Linked DNA regions of Mus musculus: all the other regions are linked to region 1. A link is a contact called in public Hi-C and HiChIP or PLAC-seq data. All regions are on one chromosome and are shown on one strand. Each heading gives the region's core, a stretch centred on a gene start, on an enhancer-like site or on the middle of the called end of the contact. The rest is flanking DNA. Distances are from core to core; before and after follow the strand shown.

The links. A called contact is a pair of places that touch in the nucleus more often than the background predicts. HiChIP or PLAC-seq counts read pairs in DNA pulled down with a chosen protein or histone mark.
Region 2: a contact with region 1 is called in an H3K27ac HiChIP or PLAC-seq map of microglia, with 4 times the contacts expected there. The contact joins the promoter of Pacc1 here to the enhancer-like site in region 1. A contact is called at or near these places in 1 of 39 promoter capture datasets (macrophages), 1 of 484 Hi-C or Micro-C datasets (bone marrow-derived macrophages), 3 of 115 datasets of contacts at active chromatin or transcription factors (memory CD8 T cells, microglia and pancreatic cancer cells) and 2 of 9 other capture datasets (adipose tissue and liver).
Region 3: a Hi-C map of bone marrow-derived macrophages shows a contact between it and region 1, with 39 read pairs. The contact joins two enhancer-like sites. A contact is called at or near these places in 2 of 15 datasets of contacts at CTCF or cohesin (CD8 T cells and large pre-B cells), 5 of 484 Hi-C or Micro-C datasets (bone marrow-derived macrophages, embryonic stem cells and stem cell-derived epiblast-like cells) and 8 of 115 datasets of contacts at active chromatin or transcription factors (the 230-238 cell line, the HPC-7 cell line, bone marrow-derived dendritic cells and 4 more).
Region 4: an H3K4me3 HiChIP or PLAC-seq map of bone marrow-derived macrophages shows a contact between it and region 1, with 2.8 times the contacts expected there. The contact joins two enhancer-like sites. A contact is called at or near these places in 1 of 15 datasets of contacts at CTCF or cohesin (the NIH/3T3 cell line), 2 of 484 Hi-C or Micro-C datasets (the AML12 cell line and embryonic stem cells), 3 of 115 datasets of contacts at active chromatin or transcription factors (the HPC-7 cell line, bone marrow-derived macrophages and embryonic stem cells) and 1 of 9 other capture datasets (embryonic stem cells).

The regions. Positions count from the first base shown.
Region 1 is chr1:191,109,207-191,114,083 of GRCm38.p6, forward strand. No RefSeq gene overlaps it. Among named protein-coding and RNA genes, the nearest start is that of Gm46178, 9.3 kb to the right of the region's middle. Within about 2 kb of position 2,080, at least 74 of the 459 cell types and tissues checked have an H3K27ac peak or open chromatin away from gene starts, as enhancers often do. A contact at or near this core is called in adipose tissue, bone marrow-derived macrophages, liver and 2 more, where this site is marked.
Region 2 is chr1:191,323,533-191,328,409 of GRCm38.p6, forward strand. It overlaps Pacc1 (proton activated chloride channel 1), which reads left to right and starts at 2,370. Exons shown (of 8, transcript NM_025864.4): 1 at 2,370-2,544; 2 at 4,651-4,747. The coding sequence starts at 2,509.
Region 3 is chr1:191,290,417-191,295,293 of GRCm38.p6, forward strand. No RefSeq gene overlaps it. Among named protein-coding and RNA genes, the nearest start is that of Nenf, 25 kb to the right of the region's middle. Within about 2 kb of position 2,210, at least 132 of the 459 cell types and tissues checked have an H3K27ac peak or open chromatin away from gene starts, as enhancers often do. A contact at or near this core is called in bone marrow-derived macrophages, where this site is marked.
Region 4 is chr1:191,256,589-191,261,465 of GRCm38.p6, forward strand. No RefSeq gene overlaps it. Among named protein-coding and RNA genes, the nearest start is that of D730003I15Rik, 35 kb to the left of the region's middle. Within about 2 kb of position 2,718, at least 66 of the 459 cell types and tissues checked have an H3K27ac peak or open chromatin away from gene starts, as enhancers often do. A contact at or near this core is called in bone marrow-derived macrophages, where this site is marked.

The DNA of each region.
Region 1 (4,877 bases), core at 830-3,329:
TATTTATCAACCTTTAGGACAAGATCTTATTCTGCATCCCTGGCTGGCTTAGAACTCAAAGAAATGCCCCCTGCCTTTGCCTTCTAAGTGCTGGGATTACACCACAGTGGTGGAATATTTTTCTTCCTTTTTAAAAAAAACAATTGTATTTTGTGTGTATGCCTGAGTGTGTGTCTGTGCACATCCAGAGACCAGCCCTGTTACACATTAATAACAGGATTCCTCAGACGTCAAAAGATGTCGGATCCCCTGGAGTTACAGGGAATTGTGAGCTACCACGTGGGTGCTGGGAACCACACTCAGGTCCCTTGCAAGAGCAGAAAATGCTTTTAACTGCTGGGCTGATTCTCCAGCCCTGAGAATTTTGTTTCTGGTTGGGCCTTCCAACTGCTCCATTTGCTCGTTCATCAGCACAGGATCAGTGGACACACTGCCCCTTCATTTAAGTAAACAAGCATTTGGGGAGAAGAGAACAGTTCTCTTTCTCAGGTGCCCATTCTTCTTGCAGACACATGGGAATGCCAAGTAGGAGAGCAACCTGTGCCCTCTTCACATTTTCCCTGGACTCGCCAGTGTTGTGAAAGTTTGAATCATCTTTTTGTTTGTTTGTTTTGTTTTGTTTGAGACGGGATTTCTCTGTGTAGCCCTGGCTGTTCTGGAACTCACTCTGTAGACCAGGCTGGCCTCCAACTCACAGAGATTCACCTGCCTCTGCATCCTGAGTGCTGGAGTTAAAGCACGCACCACCATCGCTTGGCTAGATGGAGCCTTCTTATAAAGGGAACAAGAATCAGGGACAGAAAGGAAAGGACTTTGCTGTAAGCATGGATGCTAAAAAAGAAGAACGAAAGAAGAAAAAAGGGAAGAGAAAGAGATGATGCTGGTGAGATCACGCAGCCAGCGAAGTGCTTACCATGCACGATCTCAGTCCAATCCCCACCATCCGGGTAAAGGGAAAAGGCCAGGTGCCCCTGGGGCACACCCGCAGCCTCAGCACCGCTCAGGAGAGGCAGGTGGGCCTCTGGAGCTCAGTAGCTAGCAGGCCAGCAGTCTGGCTCAATGGTGAGTCCTGCCTGGGTTTAGTGGAAAACCCTATCTGGGGGACATGGAAGAGGATGAAAGAAGAAAAAGGGGGAGGGAATGAGCAGTGAAGGAGGGACTTCCACTGTTGACCTCTGCCCTCCATGTGCATAAATGCACATGTATATGCTGGTACACATGAACGTACACACATACCATGCACGCACAAACAAAGTAGGAGGGATGGAGAAAAAACAACAGGAGGAAAGAGACTAGATTGTAACCCTTCCCAGGCAAAGGACTTGACACTGGCCACTCCTGCAAGCCCCCTGCCCCCTGTCTAGGAGGGAGGGCATTCCTTCCTCCTTGTCTCTTAGCTTGCAAGGGCTAAAATTGCACAGTTCCTTTCTGAGGCTTAAGAAGACTGGTGTTAGAAGACAAGGTTTATGTCTGCTAGGAGAACCACAGGATACTGCATTTTAAGCCCACGAGATGTTAAAGTCATGCCTTCTGTCCTTCAGTTTGTAGATGAAGAGTCTCGGGTACCAGGAGAGGGAGGCACAAGTTCAAGAGTTCAGAGGGTTGGGCCAAGGCTTCTCCACCACAGCTGGTCAGGGCAGGCTCCTACTACTGGAGTCTGAATCTGCCTTGTTCTTGTAGCAGAAGGTTAGCAGAGTTAAGGATAGCGCATCTGTGAGGAAGCAATCTACAGATTCTGTTGGTTGTTTCCTGAACATCCTTGATCCACACACTTAGTTCCAATATGCAAATTGCTCTATCTGCTACCAATAATTCTATTCAAATTAGCTTCCGAACTCTCGAGACTCCCTCCCTAGCTGCAGGGTACACAGTCTGCCCCTGCTGGTTACCTAGAAACTGTGTTTTCAGAGGCAGGGAACCCAGACAAGCTAGCCAAGGTGCTGGGATGAAGCTGCCTCAGAAAGGAGAGGGTAGGACAAGCATTGGGAAACAGACACCACAACAAGTGCCTCTGTTCTGAAGAACTGAAAGTCCTTCGTGCTGTCAGAAGTGGTCACGTGTCTAGGAGAGATGAGGGACAGGGGAGTAGTGGCCCAGGATGGGATTCACCCTGCTGTCTTCACTGTTCCTGTGTCAGAGGCTGTGTATGAGGCCTCAAGGGGGAGGGGTCTGCTGGGTTTGGGGGGAGGGTAGGCCGCTGAGCAAGATCCCCAAAGCATAGAAAGTGTCAGAGAGGGAGGAAGCTGGTCCTCACGCCCACACAGCCACACAACTTCCTGTCCGAAATTCTGTAGCATTTTGCACAAGACCTGCCTCGAACAGCTCGGATGTTTCGGGGCTGCATTCAGCCGTAGTTTTACCCCAGAACTTTGAAGAACAGTGACAGGCAGGAAAGTGAAAGACTTGAAAGCCCCTTCTCTTTCCCAGTGATGGGGCCTTCCTCTGCAGCCCTGGGCGTTCTTACTGACAGGAGGCGGTAGGCTTGGCCCAGCTACAGCTAAGAGAAATGTGCAAACCTTAATACTCACCAGTGTCCCTGCCTTCCCTCTTCATGCAGGAGGTCCTGCTGGGTTGTCTGTGCCTCACAAGAAGGCTTTTGAGAGATGGGGACAGGAAGGAGGGGAAAGAGCAGAGGGAAATAGTACTGATTCAAGGGTTCTGAACTTGGGGACCCCGGCCCCTGGGGGGGCAGCCATGACACTGAAGCAGAACCCTCAGAAATGCAGCCCAATTTGAAGCAGTCAAGGCCAGAGTCTCAGCACTACGGGCGGGCACTTAGAGGTGGCAGCTTCTCAGGATTGTCCCTACAGAAACCAGCACTGTGACACTTTAATACAGCCAGTGTGACAGAGTCTAGAATCACCTGGGAAACAAACCAGTCCCTGTGGATGAGGGACTTTCTAGATGGGATTCACTGAGCCGGGAGGGACCACCTTAAACGTGGCAGCATGATCCTGTGAGCTGAGGCCGCAGGCTGAAGAAAAAGGAGAAAGCAAGCTGAGAACCAGCATTCCTCTCTGCTGCCTCATGCAGATGAAACGTGACCCGCTGCCCCTCCTGCTGCATCTCTTAGCAGACATGATGGCCCACGACCTTAATCTTATTGTCTTTTACGTTTTAAAAAAAGATTTATTTTATGTCTATGAGTATGCCATTGCTGTCTTCAGATACCAGAAGAGGACATTGGATCCCATTACAGATGGTTGTGAGCCACTGTATGGTTGCTAGGAATTGAACTCAACCTTCCTGGAAGAGCAGCCATCTTAACCATCTCCAGCCCTTGTTTTTAAATTTTAAAACTTATGTTTGTTTGTTTGTTTGTTTGTTTGTTTGTTTGTGGAAGGGCACATACATGTCCCTGTGCATATGTGGAGGTCAGAAGACAACTTGTGGAGATGGGGGTCTCTCCTTCTTCTACCATGTGGATCCCAAGGATTGAACTCAGGTCATCAAGCTTGGCAGCAAGCACCCTTGCCCATTAAACCATCTAGTAAGCCTTTTGTCCCTTCTTAAACTGAGCTAAAATGAACCCTTCTCCCTTAAGTTGCTTCTTGCCAGATGCCTGGTCACAGCTGCTAGAAAATAGAGTTGTTTCCCGTACTGGTTGGGATAAGGGAGTGGAGTGTGGCTACCAGCTACCTGTTATCGTCACCAACATAATTTCTGATCCTTAACAAAAGTCTGTCTGTAGCCAGTGATAGTGAGGTTGGTGGGGCTTCCTTGATGGGCTCCTATCCTTGAAACTGCTCAGCTGTACTCTTGGGCGTTCCAGCATGACATTTTCTAGTCCAGCATTCCTAAGAAGACCAGAAATGTCATCACAGATCAGACCCAAGGCTACTGGCTCAGAATCCTGATCATAGCCCTGAGGGAAGGCGTGAGGGAGAACCCAGTGTTGGCACCATGGAATATCAAAGATGTGCCTTGGATATCCCCAATTCCCCTAATAACCTGCTATTTGTCTGCCTCTGTTAATCAAGACTTCTGGAGCAGTGTGTTGCTGCTCCACGGTGCTCTAACCCAACCCTCCAGCTTTAGGGGGTGACAGTGAGACCGTCTGGAAAACAGAGCACCCCAGACCTGATGGAACTTATTCAAAATCCTTCCTCTGGAACAGCAGCAGATCCCAGAAGTACCTTCCAGAACACCACAGACGTCACAAATTCACTGCAGGCCTGGGTTCACCTGTGGGTACTTTTTGAAATTGAGAGAAAGCAGTTTGGGAATTTCAGGGGTGGCTGGTATCTGCAGAGCAAAGAAGAGTGGCTGGTGTGGAGGTACACACTTGTAATCCCAGCATGTGGGAGACCAAGTCAGGAAGATTAACTTGAGGCCAGTTTGGGCTTTAGAAAGTGTTAGGCAAGCCCGGTATGGTAGTGCACGCCTTTAATCCCAGTAGTTGGGAGGCAGAGGCAGGTGGATCTCTGTGAGTTCAAGGCTACAAAGTGAGATCTTGTCTTAAATTAAAAAGGAATGAGGATGTAGCTCATTTGACAGATTGCGTGTGTAACATGCATGGGGCTATGGTTCTGTCCCCAACATCACATAAACCAAGGGAGGTAGCAGTGTAACCCCAGTACTAAGAGGTAAAGACAAAAGGATAAGACGTTCAAAGTCCTCAGATGTAGACTGAGGCCAACCTGGGGTACAGAAGGCCCAGTTTCCAAACCAAACAACTTCTAAAAGAAATGAGAAATGCAAGCGAGTGTGTTCAGAGAACATGCCTTAGGCAGCCAGCCTCAGGATTTCTGACCTAGGTGAGAACTCTGTCAATTCTAGATTTAAGACAAAGGAAAGTAATTCTTGCAAACAATGTTCTGCCTCCTTTCTCTCTTCCCAGACCAGTTTCTCCCAGTTTGCACATTCATTGCCACAGT
Region 2 (4,877 bases), core at 1,120-3,619, 210 kb after region 1:
GACAAACAAGAAGGGACATGAGGAAACAGCCACCTGGCCTGAAAAACAGAAGTCACACACTTCTGAAGCATGACCCTGGGAGAAGAGTCCTTGGGGACCTCAAGGGCTGAAACCCCTATTTTATGTTCTCTCCACACTCGTTCCACAGAGCCACAGGAATGAGGGAGCTGGGTGTCTTGCTCATTTCTGGATCCGGTGTGGATGCGGCACAGTGTATGGTAGTGAGTATGGCCTCAGATCTATCTGGTTCTTCTCGGCTATTAAATCCTGTATGGCACATTCTATCAGCTACCCTTTTATCAACACAGTGGGAAATTTAATTAGTTCCTGGTATTTTTTTGGTTTGGTTTGGTTTTGGTTTTTAGTGACAGGATTTCTCTGTATAGCCCTGGCTGTCCTGGAACTCACTCTGTAGACCTCGAACTCAGAAATCTGCCTGCCTCTGCCTCCCAAGTGCTAGGATTAAAGGCGTGCGCCACCACCGCCCGGCTGTTGCTGGTATTTTTGTTTGGTAAATGTCTTTAGGGTTTGAATAACTCTGATAAAATGCTATGATCAAAGGTAACTTGGGAAAGAAAGAGTTTAAATTCACCTTACAGTTTAAAAATCTATCACCCAGGGAAGTCCGGGCAGGAGCTGATGTAGAGGCCATGGAGGAGTGCTGCTTACTGGCTTACTCCTCATGGCTTGCTCAGCCTGCTTTCTTATTGCACCCAGGACCATCAGCCCAGGCAGGGTGGCACTGCCCAAGTGAGCCGGGCCCTCCCACATCTATCACCAACCAAGAAAATGCACCACAGGCTTGCCCACCGGCCAATACAGTGGAGTCAGTTTTTTAATTGACTTTCACTCCTCCAAAGTTGTGTCCAGTTGACATAAAACCAGCTGGTACAATAACATTCATTAAATGAGATGTAAACTGGTATTCCATTAATGAACTTACCCAGAATTCGTTAGGTACCTACATGGTATTAAGCGCTACACATACTGACTGTCTATAGCTGCTTCCCAAAGTTTTGGCAACCATCAAGTGCGCATTTGTCTACATTCTGGCCCATTTAATAGATGGAAGAGCAGAGGACCAGGTGGCAGGGCAGGGAAGAGTGGTGGTAAGACACAAAGAGAGGAGCCCACTTCTCCCTGGCACACTTTGATAAAAATGTTAAACTTTTACCAGAGATCTGCTAAGTTCTTAAGTCTTCCTTCCGATGCTCATTCTGACATATAAGCAAGAGCTTTTACCAGATGAGGCAATTGGATGCCATGACCAATATTAGGCTGGAACCCCTGCTCACCCCCTGCACAAGGTAGGGAAACCACGCCTGCTCTCCTTCCCCAACCCTGCCCCCACAGAGACACCCTACCGCCACTCCTGTCTGCTTGGAGAAAACTCCTGGCTAACACATCATCACTCCTGTCTCCCTGTTTCCAGCATCCCACCAAGAGTGCCCACCCAGGGGCTTAGGTTTTGACCATGTATGGACACAAGACTAGCTCCTAGCTGGCAGGTCATCACTCCTTGCCTAAAACCTATAAAACTGCCTTGCTTTATTCTAGGAGTGGGACTTTGCTGACCCCCACCTGTGAGATTGGTGAACCCTCCTGAGAGCTGCCAGCTAATAAACCCGTCTTTATCTATTTTTAATCTGGCCTATATCTGTGTCACTGAGAGAGAGAAAATGTCTATCAACCAAGAGCAGATCCTGCTGGGCTCCACCTTCTGCCCTGGCTGTCTTACATAGACTCAGATAGCCAGCTGACTACCTCATGGCGGTACCAGCCACAGGTACTTACACACACTCTACAGGAACCTTAGTAAACTATACAACTATTGCAACCCATTGCTTGGCTCTGGAAGGTGCAACCTGAGCCAGGGTTGTTTCACACAGTCCATATCGACTGCTGGCTGTCACAAGCCTTGTTGAACTCTAGAATTTTGTTATTCCTTTCTCAGATGAAATAACTTCTCGATCATCACTCTCTCCCTATCCTTACTGACAGAAGGTATCCTCATTACCTCAGTGTACTAATCTGTAAAATAGAGAGAGAGAAAAAAAGTTTCCTTTGCAGGATTCCTTGAAGGATCAAGACGTAAGCGTACGGAGAGCTTGGTACACAAAGGGCTCTTTGGACATTTATTGTCATTATAAACCGCAAGGCCCAGTTTCCTCTCCCCTTACTGGGCGCTCCGACTGGCCTTTGTGCCATGCTGCACTCAGGCACTCCATTTTTCTGCCTGTAACAAAGAGAGGAAGTGCGAGGCTATTGCTTGCCTCTCTAGCGGGAGGTTGAGCCCAGCTGGTGCTTTCCCCACCGCTCCCGGCACCTAGAACTACAACTCCCAGCGTCGCCCGCGGCGGCAGCAAAAGATGCGCATGCGTTGAGCGCCGCCACGCCTGGTCTTGGGCGGTAGACTAGAGCGGGTCTTGCTTAGTAGAGCGGGCACATCTTGGAGCTCGCGCCTCCTGCGGCGTCGCGGTCCCTGGTGAGCCGTAGAGGGCCAGTGCCATGATCCGACAAGAACTCTCCACGTCCTACCAGGAGGTGCGGACCGGACGGGCGCGGAGGGCGGGCAGGGCGCCGCGACCCCGGTGCAGGTGGATGATTGGCACTCCGTGGCATGCGGGCTCTGCAGCAGGTGGAGCCCCTGCGTGGTCCCGGCACGCGGGGATAACAAGGGACCCTGGAGTCTGGCTGTGGGGAACGCGTGTGGCCAGCAGCTCCTCGGCAGCTCCTCGCCTTCCCCAGAACCCCAGCAGCCCTTTGTCTGTCGCCCGAACCTCCCGCTTCCCTTCGCAGAGCCGCGCTGGCTCCGGGCCCCTTCTGTTCCTCTGGTGTGGGGCTTCCCCGGCTCTGCCCTGCCTGGGTGTCTTTCCGCGACGCCGCATCCTTAGCCGTCAGCCACCACTGTCCAGGTTTGCTCGAGGCCGTGCAGCCGCCCCATGCCGTTAGACCTTGTCCAACCGGAGCAGCCCAACCTTAGCTTGTCTCCATGTCCGTCTCCACCCACGGAGGCCCTGGCCACACTGGAAACTCACACTCTCCAAACGAGTTAGCAGCGTGCTGAACTCAGCGCCCTGGGGTCACTGATGATCCCGGGTGAATACCAGGATGCAGACAGCTCTTGCTTCTGCGGAGTTTTGGGGTACTAGCTTCAGAGGACCGCAGTGTAGCAGAGCTTATAAGATAATGTATTGAAATACAGGCTGTTGTCCTGTTCGCAGAGCAAGGCCACAAGTAGATAGATTCAGGTGCTCACTGGAATCGTGCCTAATGGTAGAAGGCGTTAAAGAGGCCCCGCCTCCCTTTGCGTTCTTCAGATCTGTTTGAAGTCCCAAGAAGACTGGCTTGCATCTTTCTTGCCCGGGTTGTTTTGAGAGCGGACCTAATGAAATTAGGTATTTGCTGAGGTTCCGCTCTAGAAAGGAGCTTTCTGAGAAGTTTGGCCTGGGATAGGCAAAGGCTTGTGCTGGCTGCTGAGTATCAAGAAGGCGATTGGAGGGACGGGGATTGCCACTATACCTGGGTTCTTGGGACCACTGTCCCTCTTGAGTTTTGTTTTGTTTTGTTGTTGTTGTTTTGGTTTTTTTTTCTTTTATGTAAATCATCTAGGGTAAATGTGAAAGATCTCTGAGGGCTGGGGGTGTCTGTAGCCGAGATGGTTCAGTACTTGCTTAGTACTAGGAGGTAGAGGCTGAAGGCCCAGAAATTCGAGGTCATTCTCCACTATAGTGAGTTTGAAGCCAGCCTGGATTACATGAGACCCTGTCTCTGAGTGGAGAAAAGGTACCTTTTCATGTGATATCCCGATGAGCCTGGGCTGGACCCCTGCAAACCACGGGGTTCACCTGCCTAAAATGATGGGACACTGATCCCGGACTTTGCTTTCTCAGCAGCAAGATTTCTCCCGTCTGACAGGTCATGTGAGAAGACTGCTGAGCTAGATTGCGGTTGCCTGGTACCTGGACATCTGTCGCCCCTGCTTTGCCATTTGCACCCACATCTGTGGGCTTTAGTGTCCCACGGAGACACCAGTTTTGCTGTTGTCAGTTTTTTTTCTCTGAGTGGACTCTAAGCCACATTTCCTCTTCCTCTAGGAAGTGGTTAGGACCGTGGGCTTTGGAATGAGACCAAGGTGGCGTGATTTCTGTTTCACTAACTGACTGTGGCTCTGGGAGATGCTGAAGGGTGACTCCAGTACTTGTCCTGTTTGGACTCGGAACTAGAGTCACTTTGGGTTATTGCACAATGACAAGCGTTGGGCTCTGAATCGATCATTATGATTGTCCTTAAAGATGTACCCCAAGGGGGTGCACACTGCAGGGGACCCTGTAAAAATGGAGGCAGGGGTTAGACATCAGGCACAGCTACCAATAGCCCTGAGAATGCCAGGGTAATCAGCAGAAGCTAGGAGACAGGCTGGGAATACAGGTCTCCCTCACTGCTCATCGAGCCAGCCCTGCTAAATCCTTTCCTGTAGTTTCCCAGGAAACTTCTGTGAGAGAAGACAGAGGACTTGGTCTCACACATCCTGTGTCATGTGGCCTTTGTGCATGTGTGACGGTTATGTGGATGGCAGCTTCTGCTTTTTTTTTTTAGCCTAGAAAGGCAAGGCCAGTCCAGCTAAACTGTTCACGCCTTCTCCTTCAGCTCAGCGAGGAGTTGGAGCAGGTGGTTGAGAACTCGGAGCAGGCAGACGAACGAGACAAGGAGCTGGTCCAAGTACAAGGTCCAGGTGTCGTGCCAGGTGAGTGGGTTTAGGATGCTGGCTGTGTGCTGCTACAGCTGGAGGCCCAGTCTAGGCACCTTGCCAGCAGAGGGAGGGGACATCTCCTCTCCTCCACACTTGTACCCTGGAGTTGGGTCTCAAGGTCTGC
Region 3 (4,877 bases), core at 960-3,459, 180 kb after region 1:
GTACCTTTTGTTGTTGGGATAAAAAGGACCACAAGGGCAACTTATAGAAGGAAGGGTTGTTTAAGCATATGATCCTGGAGGGCTGGAGTCCATCCTGGCAGGGAGCGGTGGCAGAAGCAGCAGACATGGCAGCAGGATCAGGAAGTGGAGAAATCGCATCTTCAACAGTAACTACAAAGCAAGAAGAGCACACTGCGAGTGAGGTTAGAAACTCCCAACACCCACTCTCTCTCACTAATGGACATCCACCAGAAAGCCTACAGGTTCCAGAGCCTCCCCAAACAGTCAAGCAACTGGGGACCAAGCATCTAAATACCTGAGCCTATGGAGGACATTTCTCCCTCAGACCACCACATTCCACATACATACCACATACCACACACACACTAATACATGCATGCATGCACATGCACACACAAAGGCACACACACACATACATGACCACATTAACAGTTACAATAAGGAATATACTGGGTAGTTCATTTATTATAACTCTTCCTTAGGAATAAAGCCAGAATGCTAGAATGTGTGACATCCTCATTGGTCGTTATGTGGAACCAGCTATCCACAGACTCTCAGGGATGGTGTGGTAAATCCTGAGGCTCTGAGCAAAGGGTCTTCTCATATTTGGTTGAGACTCGTTTAGCCTTTAAGACACCTTCAGGGCTGGTGAGATGGCTCAGTGGGTAAGAGTACCCGACTACTCTTCCAAAGGTCCAGTGTTCAAGTCCCAGCAACCACATGGTGGCTCACAACCATCCGTAACAAGATCTGACGTCCTCTTCTGGTGTGTCTGAAGACAGCTACAGTGTACTTACATATAATAAATAAATAAATCTTAAAAAAAAAAAAAAAAGACACCTTCAGGGGCCAGGGAGCACAAGAAGGGAGGCCGCTGACTCTGTGCTGACTGCCATCCTAGGGACCTAGAGTCGCAGTATCCCAGGCATCAGGTAATATCAAGACCAGACTTGGGCAGTGTCCAGCAGTATGACAGGCCAGGGGCAGGCAGGTGGCACTATGTATGTACAGGAAACATCTTGGCAAGCTGGAACAGTGTCTGTGGTGGTGCAGGTCTGTAATCCCAGCACTCCATAACCAGAGGCCAGCTCGAGCTACATAGTAGCTTTGAAACCAGCCTGGCTACACAGTGAGTAGCAAAAAGCCAGAAAACTAGAGGCTGGGGAGCTGGCTTGTCAGCCAGAACCATCTCGCTCTTGAAGAGGACAGATCCATTCCCAGCACCCATGGCAGGTGGCTCACAGCCAACTGTAACCAGTTTTCTAGGGTGTCTGATGCTCCTGGCTTCTGCAATCACCTGCACACATGTGCACATACCCCTACACATACACATAATTAAAGAAATAATAAGTCAGCCAGGTATAGTGGCCCATGTTTTTAATCCTAGCACTCAGGAGCAGAGGTAGGCAGATCTCTGTGAGTTTGAGGCCAGCCTGGTCTACATAGTGAGTTCCAGGACAGAACAGTCTAATGATCTTCTTCTTCCTCTTCCTCTTCCTCATCCTCTTCCTTCCCTCCCCCTCCTCTCCTCCTCCCCCTCCTCTCCTCCTCTTCCTCATCCTCTTCCTCCCCTCCCCCTCCTCTCCTCCTCCCCCTCCTCTCCTCCTCTTCCTCCTCCCCCTCCTCTCCTCCTCCTCCTCCTCTTTTTCCTCCTCCTCCTCCTCTTCCTCTTCCTCCTCCTTTTACTTCTTCATCCTTTTTTTATAAAGGCCAACACTAAAGAAATTAATAAATAAAAAGTGTCTGCTAGGGGCAGTTCTTCCTTTTTATAGTTCTTAAATGACCAAGATTTTTTACATTACAAAAAGCTTTCTGCTTATAATTAGACCAAATGATCATGTTATTCCACCACAGGGAAACCAGGTTTGGCCCTACACCCAGCAGCTGCTGCTACTATAGGGGCCTTTGGCCTCATGAGACCAGAGCCCCTTTCCCCATGCTAATCTCACAAGATTGCATCCAGCCCTCTCAGCTCAGGCCTGTTTCTGGCAACCACATCTGCCCTCCCTTGTCCTTCCAGGGTTTTCCAGAAATTCTTTGCCACTGTTCCTTGGCAGGAGACTACGGCATCACATGGCCAGTGACTGGTGCCTTCTGACTCACGGAATGGAAAGAAACCACACAGAGAAGCACACAGGGCCTCTGTTGCCAGCCAGGGTGACCACATGGAACGGGAGGTGATTCATCTGAGCCTGCCTGGCATTGGCACTCGAATACACTTGCCTGGAGCTGGGCAGTCAGCCCTTAAGTGATGCGTGGGGTATCCCCCTCCCAGGGCAGAGCAGCCCCTCCTAGGAGGAATAAGTGGCTCTCTGCCTCTGTCCCAAGTGGCTGACAGATGACCAAGGAGGTTGTAGGACAGCTCTGGGGACAGAGGTAATTAGATCAAGAATCAGGGTTGGGGACTTCAGAGAAGAGGTAGACAGGTGGAAGCTGAGTGTGGCTGGGGTCCTTTGCTCCAAATTCTTCATCACACCTGGTGTCTCCAACACAGAGGAGACACAGCTCACCATTCCAGAAGGAATATAATCAGTTGCTCACATAGTCCTTTTCAAGGCCAAGTGCAGAGGGGGCAGGGCACCAAGGGCAAGCGCAACTCTACGTCATTCCCCACTGGGCACCATATGACAGTCCCATTTTATGTATGAGGAAATTTTAACCAGAAATATAAAGCAGGTTGCCGCAGGTGACTGCCACCAGTGACAACTCTAACCACGTTGTGTGGTCCAGCTCTGCTGTGAGCTGCTGATGGATACAACATCCCATGCAAGCTCCACATTTCCCTTCACATACATGGTCTGACATCATCCTCAGAGCAGCACTGTAGGGAGGATGTTAGTGTTCACACAAAATGAGATCAGAAAGAACAGCAAGGCACAGGGTGTGTGATGGACAGGGTGTGTGATGGACAGGGTGTGTGATGGACAGGGTGTGTGGACAGGGTGTGTGATGGACAGGGTGTGTGATGGTTTGTATATTCTTGGGCCAGGGAGTGGCACCATTTGGAGGTGTGGCCTTGTTGGAATAGGTGTGACCTGGTTGGAGTAGGTGTGTCACTGTGGGTACGGGCTTAAGACTCTCACTCTAGTTGCCTGGAAGTCAGTCTTCCACTAGCAGCCTTTGGATGAAGATGTAGAACTCTCAGCTCTGCCTGGACCATGCCAGCCTGGATACTGCCCTGCTCCCACCTTGATGATGATGGACTGAACCCCTGAACTTGTAAGCCAGTCCCAATTAAATGTTTTTTTATAAGACTTGCCTTGGTCATGGTGTCTGTTCATAGCAATAAAACCCTAACTAAGACAGTGTGGTAGCTAGTGTTTCAATTGTGAGCCTAGCCTTTAAAGGCTGAGCTATCTCTCAGCCCCTATGGTGGCTAGTGTTCAAGTTGTGAGCCTAGCCTTTAACTGCTAAGCTATCTCTGATACCTGTGATACTTTTTAATTGTACAAATGATACAAGGTAGACTAGACTGGCAACAGTCTCAGTGAAAGATTCTTTAGATCAGATTGGCCTTGGTGGTGGTGGGACTGTCTTGATTACCTTAATGGCGGTGGAAAGACCGACCTACTGTGGCAACACTAGGCACAGTAGGCAGGGCCCTGGACAATGTAAGAGTGGAGGAAGAGAGCTGAGCAGTAAATATGTATGGATTCCTTTTCTTCACAGCTGTGGCTGGCTGCTTCGGCTTCCTGCCTTGGCCTCGTCACTGTCATGGTCTGTAACCTGGAGTTGTAAACTAAAACAAGCTCTCCCCGGAGTTGTTTGTCAGAGTACTTAACCCCAGCAACAGAAATGCAACACGTACAGAGAGCTCGAATGCTCTGGAGTTACAAAGTGAGTGCTGTGGAACCTCAGCCAGGACCTTCCTAAGCTGGAGCACCGTGGTTTGGGATGTTCCCTGCTGCCTATGGGGAAACCTGGCATGTGCTGAGCTGTAGGGAAGAGCTCTGACAAGGTTAAGGGGATTCAGAAAAGGTCAGCCAAGCCACATGCACAGGAAGATGGGTGAGCTAGAGGGGTAGATGAGGCCCAGACTTCTCCGTGAAGTCATGGAGGCGGTGCAAGCTTGCTTCAGAGAGCCTAACCCTAACCCTCCTCCCTCCTCCCTCTACCCTCCTCCCTCCTGCCTCTTCCCTCCTCCCTCTTCCCTTCCCCTTTCTTTCTCCTCTCTCCTCCTTTCCTCCTCCCTCTCCTCTCCCTCCTCCCTCCTCCCTCTCATCTCCCTCTTCCCTCCTCCCTCTTCTCTCCTTCCTCCCTCTTTCCTCTTCCTTCTTCCCTCCTCTCTTCTTTCTCCTCCCTCTTCCCTCCTCTCCCTCCCTCCCTCCCTCCCTCCTCCCTCTCCTGTCCTTCTCCTCTCTCCTCATTCTTCTCCTTTCCCTCTCCCTCCTCCCTTTGTTCTCCTCTTCTCACTCAACCCCCATCCCTTCTGCAACCAGGTCTCATGAAGTTTGGCCTATAACTTATTAGGCCATAAAAGATGACCTCAAACTCTTAACCCTCAGGCCTCCACCTCCAGAGAGCTATGATTGCAGGCATGTGCCACCACACACCAGGCATGCTAGGTGTTAGAAACAAACAATCTGGGTGTTGCACGGGGGAACACAGAAACAAAGCAAATGTATCTTGGTAACATAATTCTTTTTAAAAACTATTTCATTGTATGTGTGTGGATGCTGTGTCTGCATGCATGTATGTGCACCACATTCATGCTTGATTCCTGTGAAGACCAGAAGAGGCCATCAGATCCCCTGAAACGTGTGTTACACACAGTTGAGAACTACTGTGTGGGTGCTGGGAATCAAACCCAAGTCTCTGTAAGAGCAACAAATGCTCTTAACCACGGACCCATCTCT
Region 4 (4,877 bases), core at 1,468-3,967, 150 kb after region 1:
GCAGGAAGAGACAATTGACTTGCCTGCCCCTCATTCCTCCCTCCTCTGGCTATGAACTTCAGTTGCCTCCGCCCTCGTTCCCACATCAGTCTCCTCTCCATCCTTTAAATCACCTTGTCCTCCACATCCTTCCTGGTGAGGCCAGGCTTTTCCTGCTGAAAGGGCAGGCAGGGAGGAGCAGGAACATTTCCTGCAAAGGGTCAGCCCTGCTAAGCCCTCTGTTTAGGCATCTGAGAGATGCTACGTCTTGGCAGAGTTGGTGCCTTCAGATATGATGGGATTTGGGGAAGCCAAGCAGAACGTCCCCAGTTTCTAGCTCCTTTGTCTAAACAGTCCCAGGAGATTCTTCCTGGTTGACAGCAGCCTTCCACCGGACTGAACCTGTGCTACCGGTTTGTTCTCATGTCCTAGCTCTCCACAGGAGGCTTCCGGGGCAAGGGTCTGGTCCCTCGCCTGCTTCAGCAGCCCAGCAAGGTCCTGCTGTGTTCAGTGTGACCTTTGTCTTCTGACCTGGCTGTTGGTCAATCAGTCAATCAGATGTTATTGAGGGATGGGCCCTGTTGTGAGTGAAAGAGACTCAGAAAAACAGGGCAGGATCCTTGTGCTTGGAGAGTGTGCATGGGCGGGGTGGGACAGCTTAGTTTCGCACATTGGAGATCTCACAGCTTCAGGACCTGCATGGAGCCTGCTACATAGCAAGGACAGTCAGCAACAGCTCAAGGCCGCACTGCATTCTCTGCACCCTCTAAAGATTCCTTCTGCCTTCCCCTTTGACAACTGTCCAAAGGCCAGGGATAAAATGCTTGGGAAGAGTTTGGTGACAGGAACACTTGGGCACACCCAGGTCTCCCTTGACAGCTGGCCTAGGACCATGAATTTACCACAGAGCTGCTGGAGACTGGATTTAGATTCCAACCCAAGCTCAAAGCCCAGTATTGACGCAGCTTGAGCCTTGTAGAAATGGCCCAGCTTGCCTCAGCGTCTAAGCTGTCAAGTAGGGACAGGAATACCAGCTCATGTGCTAGCTGAGAATTAGTTGTTATCCATATTTCAAAAGAAACAGCAAGGGGGTTGATCAAGAGGCAAGGTCAGGAGATGAGAGAAAGCAGGCAGTGAGCCAAAAAGGCTGGTGGCACTGGCTAGAACTGGCAAGACCAACGAGGTCACTTGCTGTGTGCTGGCCTTATGCTCAAAGCCACATACCTCCCAAGTTACAGGTGTTATCGTCACTCCACAGATGAGGGAGAGAGAGCCTAAAGAGATTAAGAAATCTGCCTGAGGTTGTCCAAAGCCAGGATTTGAACCCTAATTATCTGCCACCAAGCCCTGTCCCACCCACCCCCACTCCATCCCCCAATCTTCAGTGCTGCCAAAGATGGCTGAAAAGCCAGAATCTGTTTACCAGGGCCTGAGGCAGAAATCCTCTTCCTGTGACCTCTCTGTGACCCACACCCTCTTCTGTAGAGTTGCCAACTTCAAACAGCTATGATCTTTCCACCTGTGGCCCTCCCCATTCTCAAGAACTCAGCAGGGGACACTGTGAACTGGGAATGCCTCTGCCACTTCAGCTGAACTGTTGTGATGGCTCAGTGATAAATGGACTATGAGAAAGACATCCCCGATGCCTCAATTGGAGTGAGGCATCCCATCATCCCACAGGAGCTGCAAGAGGACAACCGTCAGGCCAATGCCCCCTGCCCTCAGCCATCCTGGCTCTGACTCCCTCCCTCCCAACCTGAAGCAAGCATAGATGGGGCCAGGAGAAGGAGGGAGAACTGGCCAGCTAGGGAGAAAGTGGCTTTGCTTACATTTCACATTGGACACGTGGGGTCCAGAATTATCTTTTTGTTTGCCACCTTGTATCCCAAGAGACTTCAGCTTGCCCTCCATGGGATGGCAACAGATATTTCAGAACCTGCGGGAAATTTCTTGTTCTTCCTTTGAGTCAGAAGATTTAAAAAAAATTAAACTAGAGAAAGATCTAGTTGGATGCTATAGTTCTTCTGGGGATATTCTTTTCTCTTAAAAATTATACACGACCATTTTTGTGAGAAAAACTGTAGCCTGAAGAATTAGTCATAGATGTGGCCACTAAGAAGAACCATTGTTGGAAGCACCCCAAGGAAGAGCCAGCCAGCCCTTCAGAAATACCCACAGCTCTCTAAGGAAGCCTGAGCTTTCCCAGTGTGGTCTGGGAGCAGTGGGAGGAGAATTAGGAAGCAGGCAGACACTTTAGATGGACATAAACCTGGATGAAAGTTGGCTCACTCCACAGCCAAAAGGAACCCTGAGCACATTCGGTGGAGTAGCGTTCTGCTTTCTGTGAAGCTCACTTCTGTAGCAGACAGGAAAACATCTGGATTTTCCTCACATCCCAGCCTCTCCCTGCTAATCCTAATTGTATCACAATGTTACCTCTCACCCCAAACCACACTAGAAGCCGGCTGTTTAGAAGAGGAAGGGCCCTAGAGTTGTGATGCTTAACCAGGAGTTTGGAGGAAGACCTCTCTGAAAATGAATGGAAGCTGTGAACGGGAGAAGTGTATGCCGGGGCTGCACCAGGGAGAGAGGGCTTCCAATTGGTCCAAGACCAAGCTCTGCTCGTATTGGCCACTCTCCTGTTGTTGTGGTAAGAGATCCTGACAAAAGAACTCAGGGCTCACGGAAGCTGGGTTTGTTGTGGCATTTGGTTCTATTGGCAGAGAACAGGATCATGATGGGGAAGTCATGGCAGCAGGAAGCTGCTGATCACACAGAAATCACAGAGAGCAGGAAGAGGGGCCAGGCTTATCAAACATCAAAGAAAAACCTCAAAGCTCACCCTCAGCGACTACTTCCTCCAGCCAGGCTCAACCTCTTAAAGGTACCAGAACCTCCCCAAATAGCACCAACACCTGGGGACTGAGCGTTCAAACATTCGAGCTCACAGAGGACATTCCTCATTTAAATGACCAGACTGCTATTCCAAGGGACCCAGTTGTGATTCCCAGCACTCATTTCAGGTTACTCACAACCACCTCTAATTCCAGATCCACAGGGATCCTGTCCTCCATGGGCACCTGCGCTTACATGCACAAACCTACACACACACATGCTAGTTAAAAATATGAACTACATTTTAAGTGCATGCTCACCTGCCTTATGTTCCATGCAGTATCATAGAACGAGGGATGTGGGCATCTGAAAGCTGGCCACCAGAGTGAGGAGAGGCCAGGAAGCTATTGAAGGCAAGCTTGCTGCTGCTGGCTTCCCTCCAGTGAAGCAGACTCCCCCACGGCTGGCCACATGGACACAGTGCTGAGGGCTCGTGTCTTAGCCCTGGCCAAGCCTCCTGCCTGGTGCTGTGACCTGTTGCAGGCATGCACACAGACATGGCTGTGCACTGTGTCAGTGGCTCTGTCTGTAATTCACTCGACTCTCACTGCAGTCCCAGAAGAACTGCTCAGAATCTTCTTCTCAAGTTCGTCTTCCAGGAGTTAAACAGAACTCACCAATAAATAGTACTATTTATTGGTCGTTTACCTGTGCCGAGACATTGTGTTGCTTTGAGGTCACAAAGCCATATTTTATGAATAAGGAAATTGAGGATGAGAGTCTATTTATCCATGGTATAGAGTTACTAACCCGAGTTTCTCCAGTCCCAGTTCTTTGATGAGAATCCGTGTGTTCTGTGTTATCCTCAGCACAGTCTTGTGGCGTGGACAGCTACCATTGCCCAGGACTAGGGAATTTGGTTAACACCGTTCTAAGCGTTTATTTATTTTTATCTCATGTGGATGGATATTTGCCTGTGTGTATGTATATGTGCCAACTGCATGCCTGCTGAATGAACAGGTCAGAAAAGGACATCAGACGCGCTGGAACTCAAGTTATGGACAGTGCGGATGCTGGGAGCTGAACCTGGGTTCTCTGCACCAGCGGCCAGTGCTCTGAATCATTGAGCCATCTCTCCAACCCCAGTTAGCAAAATTCTAAAACCACATTAGTGTTCAGGACTCACACTCCAGTAGAGAAGGGTGGTAGCACAGGGAGACACCAAATGTAGCTGATTTTCCTGGGGTAGATCTTCCATAGCTCCACAATAGGCTTTCTGCGAAGAAAGCCACAGAAACCCACTAGGTTGCACATGGTCCTTTACAGTACAGCTTTGCCATACCTCCATCAAGAGGAAAGTCTTTACTTTGAAATGCATTGCTTTTAGCAGTAGAATTTGTTGGATGTGGTGGTGCCCTGAGAGCACCCCTTAAGCAAGCTGGCAAGGTTGATGGAAGACGGTGGGGGGAGGGGGAGCAATGAGGAGAACTGAGACTTCCCAGACAACAGCAGTCACCAGATGTCAACGAGGCTCCCTCCATCCCCAGCCCAGCTGCCAACTATGCACATCCTGCAGATGAACCCTGCCAACAAACCATGCCATCAAGGGAAATGTCTTCAGCTGTTGATTCTATTATCCAAAAGCCACAGGTCTTCCCAAATCCCACCCTGCCCACCAATCATGAAACTACAAAGCCAGTGAGAGGATGAGGAAAGTTAAGTGTGCTAACCGCTGAGCAGGAAAGACTTGGTAGACAAGTGGGTAAGGGGACAGCCGCTGACCACAGCTGAGGAAGTTATAGTCCATTGCTTCTGAGAGAGGGGAAATGATGAGCGGTCCCGGGTTTGATTGACCCGTAGCGCCCCTTAGACCGAGTATGGCGGTGCATGCCTGCAATCTCTGCACTCAAGAGGGGAAGGCAGGAAGATCAGAAGTACACCACCATCCTGGACTACATCGTGAGTTTAATGCCAGACAGAGACACAGGAGACCTTGTCTCAAAATCAAAAGAACACACACACACACACACACACACACACACACACGTACGCACATGCTAAGG